Linked DNA regions of Drosophila melanogaster: region 1 is linked to region 2. Evidence: chromatin contacts called from public Hi-C data. All regions are on one chromosome and are shown on one strand. The core of a region is the stretch at or near the end of the contact, and the rest is flanking DNA. Distances in the headings are between cores, read along the strand shown. Region 1 holds the start of cue (cueball). Region 2 holds the start of Dci (Dodecenoyl-CoA delta-isomerase).

What was found. Hi-C and Micro-C count contacts between places; a contact is called where the count stands out from the background.
Region 1: a Hi-C map of the Kc167 cell line shows a contact between it and region 2, with 2.3 times the contacts expected there. The contact joins the promoter of cue here to the promoter of Dci in region 2. A contact is called at or near these places in 2 of 107 Hi-C or Micro-C datasets (the Kc167 cell line and wing imaginal disc).

Annotation. Positions count from the first base shown.
Region 1 is chr3L:1,515,790-1,521,700 of dm6, reverse strand. cue (cueball) reads left to right here and starts at 4,430. Exons shown (of 4, transcript NM_138269.3): 1 at 4,430-4,788. The coding sequence starts at 4,695. It overlaps Psa (Puromycin sensitive aminopeptidase), which reads right to left. Exons shown (of 6, transcript NM_167886.1): 2 at 2,905-3,524; 3 at 938-1,754; 4 at 1-567. The coding sequence starts at 3,027.
Region 2 is chr3L:849,883-856,125 of dm6, reverse strand. It overlaps Dci (Dodecenoyl-CoA delta-isomerase), which reads right to left and starts at 4,780. Exons shown (of 3, transcript NM_138221.2): 1 at 4,412-4,780; 2 at 4,233-4,352; 3 at 3,453-4,173. The coding sequence starts at 4,684. The coding sequence ends at 3,778. It overlaps Cep290 (Centrosomal protein 290kDa), which reads right to left. Exons shown (of 13, transcript NM_001274298.1): 11 at 5,758-6,243; 12 at 5,365-5,692; 13 at 5,046-5,301. The coding sequence ends at 5,110. dpr20 (defective proboscis extension response 20) reads left to right here. Exons shown (of 7, transcript NM_138222.3): 2 at 1,083-1,539; 3 at 1,716-1,830; 4 at 1,983-2,220; 5 at 2,279-2,456; 6 at 2,521-2,657; 7 at 2,721-3,406. The coding sequence ends at 2,845.

The DNA.
Region 1 (5,911 bases), core at 3,181-5,680, 670 kb before region 2:
AGGTAGACACCGAAATGGGCACCACCCATAGGCAGTTCTCGTCCGCCTGCGAACCATCAGCCGTAAACTTGCACTGCTTAAGGCGCAGCAGGCGTTGATTCTTGCTTGTTTGTTCTGACTCGACGCTAACCACTGGGAAGCCCTTGTGCTGTGTCCACGAGGTCATCACGTCGCTCACGTTCTTGGAGCTGGCTTCTTGCAGAGCAGCCCACAGGTCCTCGGTGCAGGTGTTTCCGTACTGATGACGAGTTAGATACAGATTCATGCCCTTTCTGAAGGTATCCTCGCCGATGTAGTCGTGCAGCATGCGAATCACCGAGGCACCCTTATTGTAGCTGATTTCATCGAAGATCTCGTCGATTTCGGACGGATGGCCCACGGGCACCTCGATGGGATGCGAGTTTTTCAGAGAGTCCAGCTCCAGGGCTCGCGTGTACATGTCTGTGACGAACTGCGTCCAGATGTCATACTCCGGGAACAGGTGGTGTACGCACAGGAACTCCACGAAAGAGGCATAGCCTTCGTTCAACCAAAGATGGGTCCACCACTCCATAGTTACCAGATTGCCTACAGTTAAATGGATTGATTAGGAACACATCAGTAAGATAACTTTAGTTCTGCAATGATAAAGGTCATGATTGTAAACAGAATCCGCCAGGGGATTAGCCTTAAGCATTATATAAATGTCACCCAGAACTCATCCATTTTAAACATCAGAGTCAAGACATTGACACTAAAACCCTATTGGAGAATCGATACCTAAACCATCTGCATACCAAATTGAGTTTCAGGTGCTTCTGCGTCAGACGAGCTGAACTGAATACATCGGTGAATCACAGAAATCATATTGACTGCTGGTGCACTTTAAGACAATCCCGCTGGTCGATGAAGGCGAACCTCCATTTCGTTGTTACCGGATATGGAAAGTAGTACTCACCGAACCACTGATGGGCAATCTCGTGACCCACTGTCAGCGCAATCGACTGCTTGCGCATCAGCGAGGTGTTCTTCGGGTCCACTAGCACAAAGGTCTCACGGTAGGTGACCAGGCCCCAGTTCTCCATGGCGCCGGCCGAGAAGTCGGAGATGGCGATGAGGTCCATCTTGGGTAACGGATACGCGATGTTGAAGTAGTCCTTGTAGTACGGCAGCACCTTGGTGGCCACCTCCAGGGCGAAAGTGCCCTGCTCGCGTTTGCCAACGGGTGTGAAAACCCTGACGAGGACGCCATCGTCGGACTTGCCCTCGACATAGTCGTACTCGCCCACTACGACGGCCACCAGGTAGGTGGACATGATGGGCGTGCGGTCGAAACGCACTCGTCGCAGACCGTCTGGAAGGGAATCCTCCTTGATGACCGGCATGTTGGACAGAGCCACCCGGTCCTTGGGCACCACCAGTGTGATGTCGAAGGTGGCTTTAATGGCGGGCTCGTCCCAGCAGGGGAAGCAACGTCGGGCATCGGTGGCCTCAAACTGGGTGACGCCCGCAAAGCGCTCTTCGCCGTTCGGTCCGAAGTACTTGCTCCTGTAGAAGCCCTTCATCTTGTCGTTCAACTCGCCCGTAAAGGACATATGCAGTACGCCTTGAGTCTCCGCCGGAATCTCTTGGGCAAACTCCAGCGTGGCCGTCTCATTTTCCGCAGAGTACACTATCTTCTCCGGCTTCAGTTTGCTGCACTCAAAATGGAGCTCTACCGAATCGAGAACAATGTCCAGGGCATTCAGGGTTATCTGGGTAGTGGGCTCCTTGACCTGCAAGACAATCGGTAACCGTTAGGTGAGCAACCCGAAACTTTAAGCCCAAAACCAGTCAGCAGAAACAGTTAGCCGAGTTGGCCGACAAGAATGGCCAGAATCCACAAACAGTTACTTCAAGGTCGTAGAAATGCGGCTTTCTGGACTTTGTTGTAGGTTTCCGGCTTAAGCCAAGCGATCAAAGCGGTCAAAACGAGTTTTTGGCGAAAATTATACACTGACCAAGGGAGGATCCAACCGATTGGATCTCTAGTTTATGAACTAACTAATGGTATCGTAATTCTTTCACTCGTCTTATCGGAATAATGAAGCTCGAAAAATATTACCAATTTGCATTAGCTGGCAGCACATTTTTGTTGATTTATATGAATAACGAGTAGTCTTTTATAAGAGATGAATAATTTTGCACTTCATTGATATGTATCTTAAAAACATAAATAAAATTTTAAGTATTTGAACTATGCTTATTATTTGATAGTAGCTCAGTTAATAGCATGTTTTAGATACCCTCTTAAATATATTTTGTAATTTTTTATGTTCTGTTAGTTTGTTTATGCTTTTAGTTGATAGCATTCAAAAGACCCTCCCATTTTGGTATTTAGTGAGAAGTAGCATTCTAGGCTGATCTCGGTTAAGTTAATCTTAGTTTTAAGGTATTAAAAGTGCGACTTATGAGCGGATAATCATTTCCGCTGCTGACGCAAGCAAAACGTAAACAAAATCCACCGTTATGAGCGGCGTTCGCAAAAAGAGATTGTCTCGAATAAATTTTGCGCGGTACCCACGAGTGCCATGTCCAATTCGCCAGTCATTCCTTCTGCCGACAAAGAAATCGCACTTCCTAGTGGGTGTACTCATATCCATATCTATATCTCTATATCTATCTGCCCATCAGTCTGAGCGTTTGCTTGCATGCAAATTGCAGCGTAAAGCGAAATGTTAACAAGGAGAATGTCCGATCCAATCCGAAATATTTTTTTTGCCCACGTCAGGGGAAAAAGTTCGCACAATGAGGCGCAGAAAATAACAATGCGGGAAAAGTGAAAGTGGCTGGAGCGGAGAGAAATGGAAAGAGACGGAGGATACAGTCGCAACTCCCTAACTGAAACCGCTTACTCGATTAATCCCAATAGCGATCTGTACTCACATTGACTTGCACCACGGTCTTGCCCGTGAAGGTGAACTCCTTGAGATTGGGCTGCAGGAGGAGCTCGTAGTGCCTTGGCACCACATTGGTGGGCAGCCTCTCGAACTTTGCCTTCTGGGCCATCTTGCGCTCCTGCTCCAGCTGCTGCTCCTTGCTCAGTAACTGTGTGTGTGCCCGCCTGATCTGCTGATAGTTGCAACCCGGATGATGGCGATCCTGGCCTGGAATCACGTCCGCTGATGTGTGGGCGAGGATGGCGCGATACTGACTGCACAAATCTCCCAGCAACGGAGCGTCACTGCTCTTCAGAGGGGCTCCAAGCGAAACGGAAGAGAAGTCCCTGTAGAACTGCTTTTGCACCTTCACAAATTGCTTCGACGAGATTAGCGCGTTGAGGTGGCCGCTTTCTGCTCGAAAAAGATGCTTTACTGAGGTGGTCTTATCTGCCGCTCCGCTGGGTTTCGGATTCTGCTGCTTCGGGGGGTTAACTGGAGCTGTCCGATAATAGTTAGCAACGATTCGGGGGGAGCTGTTGTTATCGCCTGTCGTTTTTAGTAGCAACAAAGGTGTTCTCGGGGTGTTTCTGGCGAGGAAGTGGAAACTCTGAGTATATCTGGCAGCTGGAAGTGGGAAAAGCTGGTTAGCACCGGGACACAAGCGTGAATTGCACTGATAAGCGTTGTTATTTGATTAGCTATTGAGTTTGGGGGCGGGGTATAGGCTATGGGGCAAGCGTTGGCAAACCTTCGCACAAATGCTGCTCAAAATCTGAGTTTGCCTTGGCCAAGTCCAAGTTGAGTTTGCCCAGTTCTGCAAGTACAATTACTAGCTATTAATTACCGATTCCAGGCGTACTCCGGACTTAATTTAGCGGAGAAAAAAACGAACAATATGCGGCGGCAGCGAACAACACGCTTCGAGTGGCCCACTTGGAAAGTGGAACGACTGGAAGTTGGCCGCTCGAACGCCGATCAGCTGTTCCGCCGCCCACACTACCCGCTAAATGCCTAACTGCACTGACATAAAATATTGTGTAATCACCGTTTTTTAACTTCCAAGCCTGCTTGGCCGTGCGAATACCGCCTTTCAGTGCATTTTTGTACATGACTTTGGACCGAAAAAGTTGCAAATGAAAATAAAAACACTAGCAGCAGCGTAACTCTACAACAGGCAGTGTGTAAAATGTGGCAGACTTACCAGCACTGGCGACTAGCTGCCAGCCGTTAATTTTAGTTTGAAAATATTTCTGTTATTCCTTATCTCGAAAGTCTGATTTTTGGCTTGCTCTAATGGATTTAAAACACACGATATGCTTTGTGATTTTTGAGGCACAGGCAATGTGTTTGACGTAGTTTTTCGTAGTTTTTACCCGCTTCGCACATAAACTATTCATTTAGTAAAGGAACTGTATTGTAACGGTCCAGAGGGGAGGTTCCGATAGATACTGCAAAGCATGGGAATACATCGATACATTTCGCAATCATATCTATGATTCCCCACCACTATGTGCACCCTCCGATCAAATCAAGTGACTTTTAAAGTTAGTTTAAGAAATCTTGTCGGATCGAAAGGTCGTTAGCGTTTTCCGTGGCGCGTTCTTTGAAGCCCCCTCCGAAAGTCCGTAAAAACAGCGCGCTGTTGTTTCCTATCCCACGTTCGCGCAAATCCCCTTTCCGACTGGCCAGGCAACGGCAACTACGGCCAGGCGCTTCTAATTTCCGCAACCTAACCATAAAGCCAGGCGATTGTGCAATCGCAGGTGTCCGTTGGCTATATAATCCACCTGTAAAATGATCCGCATCCGATTTGGAATGGATGTGCTGCTAGTTTTGCTACTTGCCACATGCCTGCTGACCCCTGCACATGGAACGCCACTGGAGTGGGGTAAGAGCAGCTTCCAGTGGGAATAGAGGTGGAAAAGAACAGTTGCGAGGAGCAGGAGCACCTGCCGGCCCGCTGGCAACCCTGGCGCTTAACCTTCATTTCACAGTCGACTTTCAGAATTAGAAATCAATTCGACATAAACAATGCACTCAGTGGAGTGAAGGTGGTCTTATGTAATCGGTTGACATTAACAGCAGCATATTCCCGCACGCAAGTGTTCGTGCGCCCTATCAGCTGACTATCGGAACTGCCCCGTCCGGAACGAAATCGTTTTTATCTCCTTTATCAGTGGCAGAGGCGCGCTTATGGTATAAATGCACACGTCGCTGTTAACAACTGATAACTAATGGCCAAATTCTAATGCCAGATACTCATTGTTATTAGGCGTTATGTTGTTGTTGCGCTTTCCCCTGGAAACATTTCTCTCGCGCTCTCTTTCTCTCTATTTACTTACTTGGTTCAACGTGGCCGGCGAAAAGCAACCGTAAAATACAGTTGAACCTTCCCGAAATGCCGCTTTCCAAACTGGAAAATGTGTTGGGTAAAATTTGAATTGCAATCATTGTTGCTTTGAACTCCAACTCCATAAAATGAAATCTGCATTTTATAATACATTCGGAGTTCTTCAAGTTTCGATTATATTAATCTGGAAATCCTCTTTCCACCAGGTGAAGGTGAATATTTGAAATTGATTCGAACTCCACGAAGACAGTTATTTTCTGGCAATGAATGACAATCCCTAGCCGCCACATGGTGGATGGTTCATCAGGGAGAAGTTGCACTGTAATCGGCATTTGCCACCACTCGAGCCGCCATGTGGCCGTATAACTTTGTCACGTATGCCACAGCACCGGGTTTGCCGGTTTGTTTAGATTTCGGAGACTGCTGGTGCTGCGATTTCTAAAATTTCGTTGACACCGTGGGTTTCGGTTTCGGTCTCAAACGAAGAATTCGTAACCCATTATAACCCGCTGGGTGTATAACTTAAAACCTCCATGGTGACTCTCTCGGAATTTCTGAATCGTAATCCGAGGCGAGAGATTCATTTAATTCACATCTAATCGGGCGAGCACCGGGTTGCATGTGTAAATAAACCCAGAGAACTGGAAACCCGATCTATTCG
Region 2 (6,243 bases), core at 3,531-6,030:
AGGTCAGCACATAATCAAGGTTTTTTAAGTGAAATGAAAGGGGTTAAAACTTCAAAAAAAAAACGCAGAAGTTGAAATTGCAAGTGAAAGTGATTAAAGATTAAAGTAATGTGTCTGTTTTTTGGGCACAGAAAAGCCCCACAACATTTTAAAGTTTATTGGTGCGTGAAAAATATAATAATAAACTAATAAAGTGTCTTTGATTGAAAATATTATGCAAATTGTTTTTGTATAAATTGAATGACAGTTTGCTGTCAAAAAGTTCGCTGGAAAAAATGCTCATATTAGGAAATACTATTTTCCTAAGTATTTTCAAACATTTTCTATGAAGAGCCGGAAATGAATATGTATAAAGAATATAAAGGATTTGTTTTTGATAAATTTCTCTAAGTTCCAAGGAAGTTAATGAATTTACAGTCCAGTTAATAGTTTTTAAACTTTCACTTGTTTGTTCATTTTACTATGACCCAAAAATTTCCGAGTTTGAAGTTTTTTATTTGCAGAGGCAAAGCACTTAAAGTTTTAAACAGTAAATTAAATTTTGTGCACAGAACATTTAACTTTCCTAAATTTCAATACATGCGATGACTGCGAAATATTTATTTGTTTAGCTTTGGCGTAGTAAACTAAACATTTGTATTGTCCCAGTGTATTCGCAACGAACAAACAAACTCCGCCACAAATATCGGCCAACTTGGCATTAGCATATAGACATATAGCTATAGATACAGTGGGGGACAAATTAATAGGGGCGACAGTCGTATTGTGAACATGACTATTGTTATAAAAACCATAAACTATGTTTAGTTATGGTATAGCTGGAAATAGAATGCTAAAAAAAGTTACGTTTTAAACTCAAACGATTTTTCATTTTTCTTTTTCTGTGTATCCTTCAATTGCCAAATGGTCCCAGTAAGAAAGTAAGAATAAATCATCCTTAAGTGTAATGCTATTTTTGTGAACATAGCTGTTCGCACACTTGAGTGGTTGAGCAATGTCATCAATTGTCTCGCCCACATCTCCTCCTCTCCTCCCGCAAAGCCGAAACATAGATTTCACTAAAATCAATAACTCCTTTGCAGAGGATTCAGATGATGGCGTAGATGGCGATTATGTCATCCCAGAGAGCCAGACATCTACGGTGGCGATCCTGGATCAGGATTCCTCCATGAAGGGCCAGGACATGGAATCGTTATCCCTGCAGGCAGGATCGGGCACAGTTTCACCAAAGAGCAGCCCCGATTCGTCCGGACACAAGAAGAACGCCTCCTTCCAGCAGATTGGCAGCCAGAATGTTAACGCCTTAGTGCCGGCCACAGTGGCCACCACTTCATCCGGCCTCCCGTCGAGCAGCAACGCCTCCTTGGCCACGCCCACGGAGCCGGCGAGGAACCGGAGCACCGGACTCGTCCGCAACTCCGCTGTCAAGGTGGACAGCAAGCATCCACTGTCCAAGGGCCAGAAGACGGACGCACCCATGCTGAACTACATCTTCGACACGTTCTCTTCGGCCAATAAGCACCATCATCACGATCAGAGGTGAGTTGGATAAAATCCCTGAAAGCCATAAGATCTTTATTAAGTCCACATCAGCAGTAGCAGGTTATCCATCGTTTTAAACGAGCTTAGTCGGATTTTAGAATCCTTAAATTTCCTTTTCTATTTAATTAAAAAAAAAAAGATATAAAACGAGCTGATTCCGTGATTCTGTGCAGGTATGGCCCCCACTTCGAGGATGTGCAGCGGATTGGTCAGGCCACCAATCTCACCGTGCAGGCGGGCTCCAGCATTCACCTGAACTGCAGGATCTCACTGCTGCAGGATAAGACTGTGAGTTTAGATTATGAGATGCTATTCGAATTGAATCGAATTGAATGATTTTTCGGGGTCACCATATTTAGGTTCATTACTTAGTCTCAAAAAGATAAATCCTTTTTAGTTGGTATAACATAAAAATGTATGTTATTTAACTTTAAAAACAGGTCTCTTGGGTGCGGCACAACACGCAGGACGAGGGCAAGGACAATGGCAACGCCCTGGACCTGCTGACAGTGGGCATGCACACGTATACGGGTGATAAGCGCTACAAGATGGAGTTCCAGTACCCAAACAACTGGCGACTGAAGATAACCAATGTGAAGAAGGACGACGAGGCTATCTACGAGTGCCAGATCTCAACGCATCCGCCACGCGTCATTCAAATCAACCTGCACGTTAATGGTGAATATCCAACTCTCTGATGGGTAGCAAGAAAGGGATTTAGTATGCTTTAACACAGCTCCGAAAGTGATGATAGTGGACGAGGTGGGTGATCCGCTGCAGGAGAAGTACTACGAGATCGATTCCACGCTACAGCTCTCCTGTGTGGTGCGAAACGTGGCCATGACCAGTTCCGTGGTCTTCTGGAAGCACATGGACAACATCCTTAACTACGACGTTACTCGCGGGGGAGTGAGGTGAGTGAATTTAGCTTGGTCGGGGTCACCATCAGTAAGGTTCATTTATTACGTATCCTCGCAGCGTCAAAACCGAACTGATGGAGGATGGAGCCAACTCGACGCTCTCGATAGCGAAGATCAGTAAAACGGATTCCGGCAACTACACATGCTCCATCAGTGAGTTCCAGAACTTCACCATAGTGGTTCACATTCTGAACGGTGAGTTGGTGTAGAGTATTCATCTAGAGTAGGAACCCATATCATATCAGCAATCTCTTCCAGGCGAAAGCTTCGCCGAACTGCATCATGGTGGTGCGGTTGGATGGCACAGCACGTGGTGGAATATGGTGATGCTGCATGCAATGGCACTCCTTGTGCTAAATAGTCTAAGGGGGGAGTTTAGCTAAGGTAGCTTAACTAGGACTAGGTAAATTGAGAGAACATCGTTCTCCCGTAGCTCTTTTTGTTGATTAATTGTAAAGTTTTTGAATTTGGAGGGGCAGTTATTGGAAATAACTTAAAACGCAGCCTAAGTTTAACTGGCTATTATAGATATGTTTCTACGTCTATCATCAATTTGTACATGAGCAGGCACGCGTAGGATTAAGCTAGGATTAAGGACTAAGCTCGAGTGTATTTGAAATCCGGAGAGAGGCCAACGAATTTCCCTAGCAGAGTGTCTCACAGTCAGAGTTCATGGTCTGGCCTAGATCTAGATCTATATAGATCTAGTTGATACAGGAATGTAAAGCGTAGTGTAATCTAAGTCACCACCAGTTCATAATCACGGCTTGTGCGGCAAGGATCTCAGAGCTCCTGGGGGAACTACTCACTCAATGTTGAACTAGTATAAAGTGCAATACGGTCATATACATATTATATACATACACACTCGCGGCAGAAGCATCAAAGGATATGTTAATAAACGAATACTCGTATGTACGCAATAATAAAGTGAACTATACATGAATCCAATTTGAATTTCGCAGAAGGGCGGGAACATCGATGGAATTTAAAATATATTTATATATTTATTCATATATTACACATTCTATTATCTTGACCACAGCTGTGCGATTCATTCACAAACAGGTAGGTGGCGTTCTTCAATTGTTTTTAATCAGCACTTTGGCAATATATTGGTACATATGTACATACACAGATAGTGCAAGAGATTAACCTATGGTTATGGTGCAAAAGGCACACATTATGTCCCTAATCTAATCGCTAAGAAGTCTATTTGCTTTGATGTTTGTGCCACAAGAATTAGCATTCATATCTCTTGGGTTTTAAAATAGGCGGACAAAATCACTGAGACGGTAATAAACTTAAGCCGTATTTATAATTTCGCCTTGTTTTTACGGCTGGCAAAGTCTATGATGGCCTGGGCAAACTCGGGATGCTGGAACTGTTGGAGCAGCTGCTTGCACTCCGCCTCGTTGGCCTTGATGAGATTCTCCAGGAAGCCATCCTTGACGAGGCGTTTCCCCTGCAGAAGGGAGTTCGTCGGCAGCTCGGAATACTGACGCAATTTGGGCCAAATCACCGACTCCAATTCGCTGGCCTTGAAGATCCTCGAAACAAAGTTGAACTGATATGCCTCCTGGGCGCTCAGCGGTTCGCTTAGCAGCAGGATTTCCGACGCCTTTGAGCGCCCCAAGATGAGGGGCAGCATATAGGAGGAACCGCCCTCTGGCACCAATCCCAGTTTGGTGAATGGCGTGTAGAAGTAGGTCTGCGATGGTATTTATCAGTCAAGTCATGCTGCCATAGCAAATTTGAGGCAATACCCACCGTTTCGGAGCACCAAGCCACATCGCACAATCCCACAATGGTGGCTCCAATCCCAATGGCAGGTCCGTTCACCAGGGCAAGCACAATCTTTCTGCAGTTGACGAAGCTCAGAACCATGGCCTTCAAGTAGGGATTGGATAAATTATAAAAAAATGAAATGGGATATACAGATGTGCCACCTTGAAAGTCGCATTGGACTGCTTGAAGAAGGCGTCGATGTCATCGGTATTGGAGGATTGGGACAAGTCGTTGCCGGACGTAAAGATGTCACCCACGCCGGTGAAAACCACAATGGTTACGCCCTCATCGTCGTTGACCTCGGTCAACACACGGGTCATCTCCTGGTAGGCGACCCTGTTGATGCAGTTCTTCTTCTTCGGATTGTTGAACTTGGCCACGAGCAGCTTGCCCTGCTGCTCCACAAGCAGTTCCTTGTATCCTTGGTAGGTCATCTTGCTGCCAGTGCTGTGCGCGGAATGAGCGACAAAGTCCAATCAGTGGATCATTTTACTGTGATTGCCGGTAGCTATTGTTGTTTAATTCATCCGATTAGTGGGCATCAGGGGTATTCCAAGCCATACAGTTGATAAGCGATAGTTGGTGAACTGTTCACTGTGACTGGCAAATGGCTTAGTGTTTTCTTAATCTGGCAAAAGATACATTATTTCATGGTTTAAATATCCTATTAAATAAATTTAAATATCCTGTAAAACAAAATTCGGGGGAATCCCGTAACTTTCACATCCCCAACGATTTTAGCCCACCTCGATCTGGCAACTCTGCATTGGGCGCCAAATTCAAAACAGCAGCAGTGAAAAAAACTTTAGTTTTATTCCTCTTTTTTCCTGTACAACATTCATCTTATGATCAATACTGGTTACTCGCTGATTTCATCGATCACGGGCACATTTTGCAGTTCGGAGCACTTGCGTTTCCACAAGGCCAGCTGTTCCCTCAGGACTTTTTCCTTGGCGGCAGCACGGGTCAGAAGTACTTTTGCCTTCTGCAGCAGCTGCGTCTTTTTCACCAACTGCTCCTTGATGAACTTGAGCTCCTCGTTGGCAGCGTCCTTTTTTTTTTAAATTTCAAACACAATTATTGCCGAAGGTGTATTATTACGAGCGGTACCTACCTTGCTGCGTCCCCCGCATTGGCTGCACTTGGTGGTTCGCTTCTGCAACTCCTGCTGCAGAGCACTGATTTTCTCCAGCGCCTCTGCATGCTGCTGCTGCAGACGTGCCGCCTCTGCAGGCGTGGAGTCCATGGAGCTGCGCGACTCCGTGGATCGTCGACCATCCTTCAGGAACTTGTTCTCCGATCGCAACTTCTCCACGAGATTGCGCAGCGAGAGGATCGTCTGCTCCGCCGATTGGCCCTGATTTGTGCTCACCTTGAGGCCACTGCCCAACTCTCGACGGGATTCGTTGCGAGCCATCTCCTCCTTCAGGGCCATGATGTAGCTGAAAAATGGGGGTGGTGCATAAGTCTCGATTCACACGCGTGGAAACTGCCGCTCTCTACTCACTCCTCCAAGTGCTTGATTCGCTTCTGCAGCCGATCGCTGCTGTCGCCCTGCCTCAAGAGATCCGAGTCGAGCTGCAGCTGAAGGTTCCTGGCCTCCAGTCGGATGTTCTGCGCCTCGATGGCCTGGCAGCGCTCTTGCAATTTTTCCAGCTCCGTGGTCAGGGCATTGCTGCCCCTGCCCTCCAGTTCCATGGCGATGATCTTGCGCTGCTGCAGCTCAATGCGCGACTTGAGCGCCTCAATAAGGTCCAACTGACTCTGGTCAAAGATCTGGGTGTGATGATGCGCCGGAGAGCTGCACTCGCTGCTGGGACCCGTGTAGGTCTCCGGACTCTCCGAAGGCGATGGAGCGAACTTGCTGACACCCACGTGCTGGAGATTCGGACAGGATGGAGTGCGGCAGCACTTGAGGTTATTGCCACCGGAGCTGTTGCTCGGCGGACCGTTCCTGCCCAGCTTGGACTCCAGGATTTGCTTGTCCTTTTCC